2 separate regions of the Mus musculus genome follow, and region 1 is linked to region 2. Evidence: chromatin contacts called from public promoter capture Hi-C data. All regions are on one chromosome and are shown on one strand. The core of a region is the stretch at or near the end of the contact, and the rest is flanking DNA. Distances in the headings are between cores, read along the strand shown. Region 1 has its middle 72 kb from the start of Slc5a12. Region 2 holds the start of Fibin (fin bud initiation factor homolog (zebrafish)).

What was found. Promoter capture Hi-C pulls out the DNA fragments that hold promoters and counts their contacts.
Region 1: a contact with region 2 is called in a promoter capture Hi-C map of cranial neural crest. The contact joins the enhancer-like site here to the promoter of Fibin in region 2. A contact is called at or near these places in 4 of 39 promoter capture datasets (cranial neural crest, embryonic stem cells, epiblast stem cells and 1 more), 2 of 115 datasets of contacts at active chromatin or transcription factors (embryonic fibroblasts and embryonic limb bud) and 1 of 9 other capture datasets (adipose tissue).

What each region holds. Positions count from the first base shown.
Region 1 is chr2:110,522,880-110,527,096 of GRCm38.p6, reverse strand. No RefSeq gene overlaps it. Among named protein-coding and RNA genes, the nearest start is that of Slc5a12, 72 kb to the left of the region's middle. Within about 2 kb of position 2,641, at least 5 of the 459 cell types and tissues checked have an H3K27ac peak or open chromatin away from gene starts, as enhancers often do. A contact at or near this core is called in second pharyngeal arch cranial neural crest, where this site is marked.
Region 2 is chr2:110,360,348-110,364,503 of GRCm38.p6, reverse strand. Fibin (fin bud initiation factor homolog (zebrafish)) reads left to right here and starts at 1,511. Exons shown (of 1, transcript NM_026271.1): 1 at 1,511-3,579. The coding sequence starts at 1,709. The coding sequence ends at 2,362. The region is part of intron 2 of Gm30319 (a long non-coding RNA gene); the gene reads right to left.

The sequences.
Region 1 (4,217 bases), core at 1,392-3,891, 160 kb before region 2:
CTTGCCCCTTCTCCCCACACAAGCAAATTTTACTGTCTCTGTGTCATCTTCAATGTGAAAAATCATGGAGAGAAACATAGGATTATTACATAGTGAAAGCTGTCCAAACAGTGGACCTCAAAATGAGAAATTTATCATTTTAAGTTTAAAAGTTACGGATCCTCTACCTCTATGAATTAGTTCAAAAGTTACAAACTCTTTATAATTCAACATAGAAATATCTTAATCAAAGTAAAGGTATTAATTTGTGTTTCTTTGTGTGTGTGTCCACATGCGTGTATGTGTGCCTACCTGCCTACCTGCCTGCCTGCCTGCTTGCCTGCACACTATGATTTGCAAGTGAAAGTTAAAGGATAATGTGACTGGGGAGGGGGAGGGGGTCAGGCAATTGTTTTCTTCTACTGCTTGGGTTCCAGGAATCAAATACAGGTCTTCGTGCTTGGTAGCAGGCAGTCATACCTGCTGAGCTATCTCAACCCCCTTTTCACAATACTGATGTTTCAAAATGGGAAAGTATTCATGTTTTTCTGAATCAAAATCAGACTTTTCTACATAGTATAAATTTGAAAATTATTTTGTGAAAGACTTAACTGTTTTCTGAATGTACTATGAATTTAAATGTATACACATCACCATATTCACAAATTATATAATAAAAGATATTTCTTTCTTTACTTAAAAAACTCAATGTAGCTGGGCAGTGGTGGCTCACGCCTTTAATCCCAGCACTTGGGAGGCAGAGGCAGATGGATTTCTGAGTTCGAGGCCAGCCTGGTCTACAGAGTGAGTTCCAGGACAGCCAGGGATATACAGAGAAAACTGTCTCGAAAAAAACAAAAACAAACAAACAAACACAAAGAAAACCTCAATGTAGCTTCCCTTGACTCAAGAAACTCCTTGTAATTTCAATTCATATGACTGAGAAAATTACTCTGGTTAAGGAACCCCTCCATTATCAACAAGGTCTCCATTAGAATTTGCACCCACCAATTACAAACATGAATTAGTAGAAGCTAATTTATGGTCAAGGCTTCTATTGGTTTTCTAATGCTGTGTAACAAATTACCACAAACTGAATTATTTAAAGCACTCATTATCTTGCAGTTCAATGACTCAAAAGTCCCAGCTCTGCTTAGAGCCATTTCCAAGCTCCTCAAGTGGTTGGCACAATTTGTGTCTTTGCAGCTGTGGGGCATAGGCTCCCTCCCAGTTGTTGACTATGGCTAGAGAAGACTCTCTTAAGCCCTGTACTTCCTGTGTCTCACCACCTGGCTCCTTCAATAGGCAGTTCAGAACCTGGAAATTAACTTCCTCAAGCCAAAGGGGAAAAAAGCAAAACAAAAGTCTCTCCTACAAGTAACAAGATATCCACTTATTTAGATACATATTTAGGGTATACACACACACACACACAGTAGTAACCTCAGAATTATTATCCCAGGATATTTTGCAGTATCTTCTTGTCAGCAGTAAGAGGCACTCTCACCCAAGCAAGGTATGGAACATGAGATTGCCCTAATGTTTCTCTCTTACAGTCCATGAAGTGCAAATATTTTGAAATGTTAATGGAAATTTTATGGTAGAGATTTCTTATGGTCTAAAATCTTGTTTTCAAGAATTATTCTCTTCTATAATGTATGCATGAACATCTACATTTTTTCCTAGAGTTACCTCCTAGAGATATAAGTTTACTCTCATCTGTCAAATGAGGAATAAAGAATGAAGAAAAACAAGAAAATAAAACACATTTTCATAATGACAAGAAATATAATATTAACAAACTTTTGTCATTTCTCATGGAAATGAGTTTCATTTTGACACAGGACAAGCAAGAATAACAGTGGATAAGAGTGGATCTAGCAGTCTAGATTTAGAGAGCATTTACAGTAACTTTTACAAGGAAAAATCCTACCATATGTGTTGACTTATACTATAAAATTCTGTGTAGATATCTAGTTATTTTGGGGGTCTGTGAAGTCCCTCAAGGAGCACAAATAAAGACACCTTTCAGCTGTGGGATCTATATGTACGAAGTAGAACTTAACCAGTTCATGGTCTATTTACTCAATAAATTGTTGGATGTTCTAAGTGTTCACACTTAGATTATAAAACAAAAACTGCTATATGAAGCACTGAATTATCTAATGCTTTCTAAAAGCATTGTGTAAATCTATAAGTACACTCTCTATGGTTATTTTTGTTACCAAATTATTTAACTGTTAGAGTAATATATTTAAATATTTAGAAAATATTAGGTAAAGATGCTGTTCATTCAATAGTTTTGATTGATTTAATTCTAGTGGACTTCCCCTAATATACAGAAAAGTAGAAGCAAAACAAAACTTGTTATGGGACTGAGGAAACTACACTATGTGTAAACCATTTATCACACAAGCATATGGACCTGAGTTAACATCTCCCAAATCACAGTGAAGCTGAAAGCAGTAACTTGCTTCTGTAATCTGTCTCTGTCCCTCTCTCTGTCTCTCTCTATCTCTCTCTGTCTCTGTCTGTCTGTTGTCTCTCTCTGTCTCTGTCTGTTGTCTATCTGTCTGTCTGTCTCTCTCTTTCTCTCTCTCTCTCTCTCTCACACACACACACACACACACAATTATAGGCTTATAGGATGAAACTCCTTTTCACTTATTTCTAGGGTGATGCTTTACTTTGTCAAACAAAGCCACCTTTATGATGTTTTTCTTCTTTGATCTATGCATATCTAAAGGATTATCAAGCACAATGAACACAAGAGACTGCAGGACCCAGAAGAACGAACCAGAATGAACAAATGTGTGCTTTGAACTTACATTGAATGTTTCCTTAGAACTATATATTCTCTATCCCAGGAAGCATTGTTCCTGGGATAAAAACAACAGTGTAATATAATGATTGAGTTGGAATCAAATAGTCGTAGGCTTGATTTCCAGTATAACAGAATGACCACTACTTAAAATAATCTCCTTTTTTATTAGGAAATGGTACTAAGAAGTTGTAGTTCTCAAACAGTAAATATTTTCTAAATATAGAAAATTTTATTGTGGTTAATGTTGACAAACTATGAGAAATAGTAACAACACATCCAAAATAAAATTTAAAGTAGAGCACAGAACCTTCTCTTTCAACAAAGAAAGAGACATGTTGGAAATAATAGATATATTAAGATTTCATCAATACTTTGAATAATTATAAAGTTAATATCTGAGTATCAACATATTTCTATCGTATCTTATTTAAACTTTTGTCATACGCTACCTGAAATTAAAATGAAAAATAAGTCATTTTTCTATTTAAAAAAAGCTATGTTAACAAAATCCATCGCATATGATCCACGTTAGCGTTACATGTCAACCATTGGAAGCTTCTAGCACATTTCCACTGAGAATGAGCTTCCTGTGTCACTTCTGTTTCCACAATGAGCTGAACAGAGAGGAAAAGGCCCGACACCTGTGATAAATAACCCAGCCGCACAAACACCACATCTGGAAAACGTATCTGTCATTCCATGGGAAATAAATCTGGGACTTTCCTCAGTAAATCACGGGTATTTTGAACATTTTGATGGGAGCAGGAAACAAATTATTTATTTAAAAAATGGAGCTTCAAAATGGTCTTTCCCCCTAGTAATTCTTCCATGTGCTAATAATTCATGGTGTTTTGTTTTCTCTAGGCTCTGGAAAGTTTTGAAGAGAAGGGAAAATAGGAAAACATAATCTGCAGCTTAGCAGTGTTCATGTGTGAGCAGCAGCAGCTGTGTTTCTCATCACAAAGAGAAAGGTCTCAAGTCACCATGTCCAAGTGCCCAGCTAATGTCACTGAAAGTAACAGCAGCACATTTGTTTATAAATACCCTCTGGGTTGATGCTTTATTCTCCCTTTGCTTTATTAGCATGTTGCAATTATAGATGAACAAAAAATATATTCTACCCAAAACACATGCATACAAATGCATGCATTTATCAATAGAGAGTAAAAGTAAAACCACTTAAAACATATATGTGTATATATAATAGATACTGTATATATAAAACATTAATATGAACCTGCCTCCTTTTCCTAACATGTACCCACATTTCCCTATAGCACATCTTAATAAACACTATTTGTAAAAATAATACCTGTACTCATAGTATATTATTATCATCTTCATGTCAATAAATAAATTTTCATTTTCTGCTGATTAACACTCCAATCATACTCATTTATGGGGCACAGTGTAA
Region 2 (4,156 bases), core at 262-2,761:
CAAAAACAGGGCTGATGGACCACATGGCAGCCACTGTGTCCAGGGTGGCTGTAAGCTCCCGTGTGGGGCATGTATTGTGTTACTCCATCATTGGATCTTTAGTGACTATGGTAGCTCCTAGCCTATAAAACCTTGGCATCACTTACCAGAAGCCTAGAGAAACTCGGCAAGCTCAGCAGCAATCTGGGGGCCCTTGCTCTTAAGGTACAAAACAGTTTGGGAAATATGCCCAGAATCTAGGAGATAAACTCTATAAAGGTTTCCATGTGCTGCTGATACAGTATAGACTTAGAAATGGGTTAGTTCAATCAAGAAGTACAAGTTGAAGAAATTAGCTGGGATGGACAAGTTATATGAATATATAAACAGGAAAAGCATTGGCAGAGAATGTGTACTGCCTGAATCCACAACTTAAACACTAGCAGGAGCTTCGTTGCTTTGGAATAGCTATGGAACATGGTGTTCTGAGGACATGTGTATTTATGGAGAGGCTATGGAACTGGCAGCTGGACTCGTGTTTGGGTGGCTTTTTTAAACCAGCTGTGGTAATGTCACTATTTGTGAATTAATTAAAATAAAAATATTTTCTTTCAAAGCAGTACGGTTTTTTTAACTTAAATTTAAATCTTTGTACCTTAATGGTTGAATACAATCTATGAGATCGTGTCAATTTGCTTAACGTTCTAACTGTAGATAAATATTCCAACCTCATAAGTAACTGACAGGAGACCCCAGCAGTCAAATACTACACAAAAGACTCAGTAAGGCTCACTGGAACGTTATCTAATAGATTACACAGAGGTCCCAGTTGTCCTCTTATTGATTAAACTGGAAACTTTTATTTTTATTTTTATTAGTAACTATGCACTATGAATATAAAAAATCGGTTATCTATATTCATTTTGTTTCAAAAGTATTGATTTTAATAACCTTTAAACCATTTCCAAACAAAACTATTTCCAATACTTCAAATTTTTTATTTAAAAAATAACGTTTTGAAAATGAGTAAAAAAAAATACATTTCTCATCTGGTATTTAAATGTCTGAAATGCCATTTCTCTGAAGCAATCACCTCTTTCCTAAATATGCTAATAGCAGCTGGATTTTATGTTTATAATTATCCTCTACTATCCCCATTCAAGATACGTCTTATTGTACAGGGTCTCCTTTTTCAAGATTGAAAAAAGGAGACCCTGTACCTTTAATAAAGGAACTGGTGAAAGCTTTCTTTCCAAATTTGTTCCTTGGCTTCCAAGTGACGAAACTAGCTGTAATTTGAGAGTCCTGCAATCCTCAGGATATCTTTAGCCAAGGGGAAAGAAAACGCTGCATTCCCACCCAGTCCAGGGGTTGAAACAGTGTCAGAACAGCTTCCCTTAGCTACTAGCTCCGTCTCCCTGGAGCCAGAGGGAACTCCGAAGGTGACCGCAAAGCCAGCGCCTGGAGCAGCAGGTCCCCAGTCGGTGGGTCGGGCTATCCTGCTAAAACAGCAAAGGTCCAGCCTCTCAGTAGAGAGAGGATCAGGGACGCTGAGGAGCGTGGTGCACACCGCTGCTGCGTAGAGCCACATGAAGCCTGTGGAGGAACCAGGATCAGAGAGCGGCAAGCGAGCTGCGCCTGAGGAGGGCGCCTTCTCCCGAAGCCGCTGACACCCGGGGGAACCTTTTTCCTTGTTCCTGGACTAAAACGCTTCTCCCGAATATCCAGAATGGTGTTCCCGAAGTTGATCTGGATGGGTTTCTTTTGCCACCTGTGTCGAGGCTACTTTGATGGCCCCCTGTACCCAGAAATGTCTAATGGGACTTTGCATCATTACTTCGTGCCTGATGGAGACTATGAGGAGAATGATGACCCCGAGAAATGCCAGCTGCTCTTCAGGGTGAGTGATCGCAGGCGCTGCTCCCAGGGGGAAGGGGGCCAAGCCAGTAGCTTGCTGAGCCTCACTCTTCGAGAGGAGTTCACAGTACTGGGCCGCCAGGTGGAGGATGCTGGACGCGTCCTGGAGGGCATCAGCAAGAGCATCTCCTACGACCTGGATGGGGAAGAGAGCTATGGCAAGTACCTGAGGCGGGAGTCCCACCAGATCGGGGATGCCTACTCCAACTCTGACAAGTCCCTCACTGAGCTGGAAAGCAAGTTCAAGCAGGGCCAAGAGCAGGATAGCCGGCAGGAAAGCAGACTCAATGAGGACTTCCTGGGGATGCTGGTCCACACCAGGTCCTTGCTGAAGGAGACACTGGACATCTCTGTGGGGCTCAGAGACAAATACGAGCTGCTGGCACATACCATCAGGAGCCATGGGACCCGCTTAGGTCGACTGAAAAGCGACTATCTGGAGGGTGGGGCACAGAAGACAGGCTAATATTTCCATTGTAACTGCTTCATTTTATCCAAATTTGCACTTTCAGAACACGTCTGAAGTCATCTTTCGAAAAGAAAGAAAAATTTTAATAAGTTGAGTTATTCTGATTTTAGTTTGGTTTTGTGCATTATTTATGTTATTATTAAGGATTTTTCACTTGCAAAAAAAAGCAATTTTAAACTAACCCCTGGGTTATTTCCTAAAGGGTTTTATTGCTCTAACAGAATCTCTTCTTTCGACTCCATCTAAAGGATGCATTTGTGTGGAAAGACTGATTAAACTTCCACATCCTGGCGGGGGACGAGGTGCGTGGCTCCTTTGCATCAGCAGGCTTCTCTTTGGTCTCTGAAGGCTGAGATGCCTGATTTTCAGATGAGGTCCCAGGTGTGTGGCATGCCTGCCAGACAAGGAAGTTCATTGATTCTCCTTTCGCTCTTATTTATTTACCATGTTCTTAGTTGTTTCTGTTTTGTTGTAAGAGTGTTATTGAGAATTTGCATGCAAATCACCACCAGTAAGATGTTCAAAGTTCCATTGTGGGTTTGTGTAAGTTGAAGATGCAACATTTAAGATAGCAAAACTTTAGGGTGGTTGCCCACTCATGATGTGTCTTTCACTTCACCATCAAAGAAACAGATTGCTTAACACTCAAGTGTCTATGATTTAAGTTGTCAGCATGTTTTTTTCTTCTTGGACTCAGATAGCATTGCTTCCTTTTGTTTATTGAAAACTTATATTTCCAGAGGGAGGGTCTAACTATAGAAATCCCTTATGTACATTTTATTACTCAGCCAATAAATGTTTTCATATAATACTGGCTTTTTTTCTAGTTTACAGTCATAACTCTCATATTTCAGAGAGGGACTAGTGCAAAGGAGAGGGGAGATAGGATTGAAGCCAGTTTATCAGAGTATATGATAAGGATGAGATTTTAAAAAGAAAAACAGAGGGAGAAGGTGCTGTATTTTTGAGTATCTTACCCTGTCTGCTCACATACACCATCCTAGTAAGGGGTAGTGGGATCTAGCCTGTACAAGAATTATACATTTGATTTCCACTCTTCTGATGGAAAAATCTTAAATTTCTCTCATTTTTCATAGACTCCATTGGAAATGTGTGACAAAGGTCCATATCTCCTATGCACTCATTCTGTGTTAGTGATGCCTAACAATTTGAAAGCTATTTCTATGCTCTTAAAATAAATGAATTAAAATGTGAAAATGCATTTTATTTCAATTCTTCCCTGGGCCAATATTTATCACCACCTTAAATATACTTTCTTTCCACTTGCATCCACACACAAAGTATGCAAGAGTTCACATTCTGTTCAGCAGTGATCCCATTTTTCTATCCTCTATGCAAAGAAAGGATTTATCTGCTATATACATTTGTCTCAGGGTTACTTTAAAGGGCTTCCTTCTTTAAAGGAAGGACAAAAAATATTGATCAGAACAAATATGATATTTGGTACTTGAGTTTGTAAAGTCAGATTGCTTCCAGCCTGAAAATAACAATATTGCCCCAAAAGCACTCAGCTACAACATACAGACAGACAAATCAAATGGAATCTTCTTATTTTGCCTGTTGTAATAGGATATTGGAATGTATTGAGGCTGGAAAATGGTTTTTCTTCTGCATGTCAATCTCAATCAGTTGTTAATGGCTGCCCACCAGCTTATGTTAAGAAGGATCTCATAGGCACAAATTTGAGTGCTGCTAAAATATAGAGATATCCCCATGGGAGCAGGAAGAGGTATGATGACATATCTGCTACAGACCTGAACACTGAAACAG